2 separate regions of the Zea mays genome follow, and region 1 is linked to region 2. The links are chromatin contacts, called in public Hi-C maps. All regions are on one chromosome and are shown on one strand. Each heading gives the region's core, a stretch centred on a gene start, on an enhancer-like site or on the middle of the called end of the contact. The rest is flanking DNA. Distances are from core to core; before and after follow the strand shown.

Region 1 (2,700 bases), core at 17-2,516, 610 kb before region 2:
ATCAACACCTCAAACAAGACACTATAAGACATATTGAAGACATACAAGAACATGCTTTGTCCAAGACATAAGAAGGAAGGAGCCCAGATGAAGACACATGAAGAAACAAAGAAAGAACATGGTGCTTGGTAGCACCAGATGTGTTTGGTAATGCACCGAATATAGCACCAAATATGAGAGCATTGTGTCAAAGGAGGGATACTGTAACTGGGTATAACGAACATGTAGGTGCACACCAAATCCCACTCACTGTCATTTTCTGTGGGGTGCTGGATAGGGTACTTAGAGAGGAGTGCAACATGTTGGGGAGGTTCATAAGGCACTAAACATGTCTGGTGAAGCATCAAATACCCCACATCGGACAAGATACTTAGAGAGGTTGCATCGTATATTAGAGAGGGCCATAGGAGACGAGCAGTCTCATCTTCTCACTGATGATGGGAGCCATTAGCAATTTTGCACTATCATTTGTGGGCTTCGCTAGTATGCCATCGGTTCACAAATCATAGACACAGAAGGTCCCACCAGTCATAGACACGGGATGATATAATAACAGAAAGTCAAAACTGAGAGTGGAAAAATAGCAACTCCTGATGATGGACGAGAGAAAGACCATTAAAAAATACTTGCTCCACATTGACAAGGGCTCCATACATTATAGAGATTAGTCGTTGAGTAAGTCTATGAACGTTTCATAGTTGGTTTCAAAGAAACTGAATCGAAATAGAGAGTGAAAACTATGAATAAAGAAGACTTGTGAATTGAAGACGAAAGTGTGTGAATGAATATAATTATCCTCTGTTTATAGAATACATTCAGTTTTCTTTAGATTTCTACGTCAGAGTAATAATGGCTCACACCCATCGCGTCGGTCTTTACCAATACCGACCGGGCTCACCCCACTACCATCGACACAGCCGCATCAACCGATCGGCAGGGCAGCCAACCGGCCGGGCCAATCACTCGCAGCTGCAGTGGCTGGCGGTCTGGCACCGATCGCCGGGAGTGACACGGCAGCGATCATACCGACCGCGGGCAACAGCCAGCTCCTCCCGTCCTCGGTCCACGCCACGGTCCTTCATCTCCAAAGTCAAACTGGTCGAAGAAGAAGAGCCGTTTATGGCATCCTTCCGTTACCAGCTGCGGCCATCGTGCGCGCCTCTCACCATTTGGGCCCCCGCGCACTCCGCCCCGCGACGAGCGCGCCACCACCCCCGCCTCTATTTCTTTAGCATCGCCGCCCCCAAGCCATTTCTCTCCAGCATCGCCGCCCCCCCTCTCCGCCTCAAGGCTCTCCTCTCGGAGGTACGTGCGCGCCCCTCAGTTCCGATCTAGCCGTTCTATGGGGAATCACGAGCGTTTCTGTTGGTACATTGGCCTCACTCAAGGCCGCTTGCGTGTTCTTCCTTCTCGTGCTCTGTTCTATGCACACGTTCTAGGTTTTGATCCCATCATTGCTAATCGTCAGGTATCGACAGATTATCTCCTCGATGCGAGGGAGAAAACACACTACTTATCTAGTCTCAACTGCACACAAAGAGAAAGAGCCACCCTAAAAAATCAATGCTTTTGATCCTACCACTTGGCATTGAATCAGATTATATCTGGTGCATTATCACCACACTGAAATATTAAACGCATTATTCTTCAAAATTGATCATCTGTGCCAACATAGCATTTGATCGATGCAACGGCGATGATGTTTTTAAGTTTTTATTCAGACTTATTCAAGTAGTGTAAGTGAATTGTCCACTTTTTCCATCAGCATAACCTCTCCGATTAGCCTGGTAGGTGCATGGAATGGAACTCAATACGACCTCTTCTTTCTTTTATCAGGTCTGATAGGCAACCCAATAATGGCAGAAGTCCTATCAGGATCTCATGAACACCGTCTAAGCTCTGGTGAGTATGCATATAATTAAATGACATGACCATTCTCTTGCTGACTGAGATGGATAATATATTGCAACAGTACTTTCTTTCTTTCTTTGCCCTCATAAAAAAACTTGTGATATTCCTGTAATGTCTGATTTTTTTATTGAAACGTTGCACTTATGGCAACACATTTTTGTTTTCCCCAATAATCATGGACAATTTAGCATAATCCATGCAAGTCAAATTCAGTCCCCGAAATTAAACTTCACAGAATTGACTTATCTAGAAATGATATCTGCAGCCTTAGATGGACACTACGACGAGAAGAGGAAATCCAATGTGGAATACACAGAGGACGAGAAGAAAGCCGTGATCGCGGCTCTGAAAAAGAAGGCTTTGAGCGCCTCACAGAAGTTTAGGCATTCCATGAAGAGGGGGAGGAAGAGCAGCAAGGTGATGTCCATCTCGATTCTGGATGAGCGTGAACCTGAGGAGGTGCAGGCTGTGGATGCCTTCCGCCAGCTTCTTGTACTTGAAGAGCTGCTACCATCGCAGCATGATGACTACCACATGATGCTAAGGTATGTGATATAGTAAAGGATTGTATGATTGCATTTTCATGTGTGGTAGCATTGCTGAAAGTTTGGGATCATGAAGATTTCTCAAGGCAAGAAAGTTTGATATCGAGAAGGCAAAGCAAATGTGGTCTGATATGCTGAAGTGGAGAAAGGAGTTCGGTGCAGATACCATTCTCGAGGTAACTATAATCAGATCGAGTATTTGTAATCATATATTACTTTCTAAAACGTCTTAGATAAAATATAT
Region 2 (2,700 bases), core at 83-2,582:
ATCAAATCTTCCAACAATTCTTCAGGAATGCCTTCGCTTTGCAGTGATAAAGACAGGCTAGCTGTGCCACGGAAAAGTGGCATCCGCAAAGGCGAGGGGGGACAAAGGGACATCTACGTGATGTAATACACTTGCAGTGTTCCGGCAATGGCATGAAAAGCCTAGCGTTCGATTCATCCAGTTGCCTGTCTCCATGCAGCACGACATAATGGGATTGGCGGAACAGTGCTGTTGGACAAATCTTTGCAGATGCTGGGAATAGTTTTTTTAAAAAATTTCCGACGTGGATTATCAAACCATCTAAAAAAAAGAACTCAATTCCGAGACAATAAAGCCTATGGAACAAAGGAAAATTTCTTGAATGCTGCGTTTTTTCTGTGTTTTTGAACTAATTCCTATAAAATTCCTATATCATTATCATGAAATTCCTGTATTCTAAAGGAGACTTTTTGCATCTGTACATACGTGCATGGAGTATAATTTGACATTTTCACAACGATTTCCATTGTAATTTGTCACAAAATATACATATTCATCTGAGTCTGATGAAGTTGGTCGAGCATATAACAAATTTGTAGCTTAGGGAAGTAAGAATATGTGCATGTCATCTGCTCCAAAAAGGAATAAAATCCTAGTTCAACGCACAATGGCTCCATAGGAGGAACCTCACACGTTTCCGCTGAAGCTGAGAGGGTGTTTGGGAACGATGTTTTTTCACAATTTTAGAAAAATACTGTAGTATTTTCAAATACTACATTATTATATTATATATAGAATGGTGTTTTTCAAAATTGAAGTATTACAAGTGATATAGTTATTTTAAAGGTATTCTAAACTTAGATTTAGAACTTAATTTTTAAAACTGTAATATTTTAAACTGTGCTATCGTCATTACTAAAATACACAGCAGTATTTCAAAAATTATTGTTATCAAAAACTTTGTTCCAAACAGGGCATGAGATGTTTCACTTCTTTCCAAGCTAGGACGACTCCATGTTCTCTATTTGCATGTCCCAACATCCAACATAAACTAATTATTACGGCCAAACCGAAGATCATTACTTCTCGGTGACTGGTGGTCACTACAACTAACTACAGTATCAAGTTACTGCTCCTGCTAGTCTGAGATCATCACATCATCAGACATCGGACAATAAAATAAGCACTAGTGGCAAACAAGAAAGAGAGGAAATTTGGCATTCGCTTAGGACCCCCAAAAGACCTCATTGGCTTGGAAGTGCTTACCCTTCCTTCCCTGCCTCCCCTAAATTACCAAACCACCCCCTCCTTTCCTCTATATATATGCATCTTTCACATCCTGCTAGCTCATCACTCACCAAGACTCCAAGCACTCACCTCCTCAGCTCATTGCCAGCCTTTGGTTCCTTCCAGCTAGCAACCGGACGGCCAGCAAGCCAGCAGACTAGTAGCTCTTCTCAGTTCTCACACCTACTGTGTCTGTGTGTGCTCGCCTTTAGCGGCAAGCGACCCACCCCCCTTCGGTAGCGAGCGACAATGCAGTACGCGGCGGCGGAGCAGGCGTGGTACATGCCGGCGACCACGACGATGATGGCGGAGAGCGCGGTGGCGCGCGTGGAGCGGCTGGCGTCGGAGAGCGCGGTGGTGGTGTTCAGCGTGAGCAGCTGCTGCATGTGCCACGCCGTGAAGCGGCTCTTCTGCGGCATGGGCGTGCACCCGACGGTGCACGAGCTGGACCTGGACCCGCGCGGACGAGAGCTGGAGCACGCCCTCGCCCGCCTCATCGGCTACGGCCCCGCCGGCGCGCCCGTCGTCCCCGTCGTCTTCATCGGCGGGAAGCTGGTCGGCGCCATGGACCGGGTCATGGCCGCGCATATCAACGGCTCCCTCGTCCCACTTCTCAAGGAGGCCGGCGCGCTCTGGCTCTGAACTGTAGGCAGGCCGCGCGCCATTGCTGGTGACTCGTGTGCCAACAGGCTACGCAGCTTCTTCCGTTGTCTAAGTTAGTTCCTTGTTGCTGTAGAACCTGATGTCACTTGCTGCAAGCTAATCAAACTACGTACTAAGCTACGGTGATAGGAGGATACATCCATGGACAGGGCCGGATGGTGGTAGATCAGTGATGCATCGGATTGGGCTTAATGTGTGTGAGTAGTGTGTGCAAGAGAGAAGAGAGGCTGGTACCGTGTGTGTGCTTTTTTCTCACTACCTACTGCCTCCGTCGGTGTTTGTGTGTGCGTGCATGTGGTGTTTGACGCATGCGCTGGATTTGCTTTGCTTGGGGTGCTACACTGTTACCACCACTGTTGTTTAATTTGATATCCTTTAATTTTAATACCTTGTTTCCTCTCACTTTTATGGGTGTATGTCTTTGCCTACTGATGTCTGTCTGTCTCTTGGTTCTGGATATTGTGATTGGATGGCTGAGACTTATGCAATTTGTGATTTACTCATCTCTTAACCTGTTGTTGGCCACTAGTAATTAAACTATATATTTTGATTATTTATTTACATTCTTTATCGTATTTTATGAAATATATTTTTTGTAGTATGTTTATTTAAAGATATAAATACTATCAATGGTTTATATAAATCTAGACAAATTGAAAAGAGTTTGACTAGCACAAAAAATTATACGCCACTTAAAAAGTGATGGAGAGGGTATGTCAGAACTCATCAATTGTGTCAAATGACGTGCGACAAGTATTTTGTCAGGAATAT

What was found. A called contact is a pair of places that touch in the nucleus more often than the background predicts.
Region 1: a Hi-C map of endosperm shows a contact between it and region 2, with 3 times the contacts expected there. The contact joins the promoter of LOC100274086 here to the promoter of LOC100280766 in region 2. A contact is called at or near these places in 5 of 25 Hi-C or Micro-C datasets (bundle sheath, ear, endosperm and 2 more).

The regions. Positions count from the first base shown.
Region 1 is chr5:168,898,191-168,900,890 of Zm-B73-REFERENCE-NAM-5.0, reverse strand. It overlaps LOC100274086, which reads left to right and starts at 1,266. Exons shown (of 15, transcript NM_001148465.1): 1 at 1,266-1,305; 2 at 1,837-1,902; 3 at 2,177-2,456; 4 at 2,533-2,632. The coding sequence starts at 1,857.
Region 2 is chr5:168,290,360-168,293,059 of Zm-B73-REFERENCE-NAM-5.0, reverse strand. LOC100280766 (Grx_C8 - glutaredoxin subgroup III) reads left to right here and starts at 1,332. Exons shown (of 1, transcript NM_001153687.1): 1 at 1,332-2,316. The coding sequence starts at 1,516. The coding sequence ends at 1,908.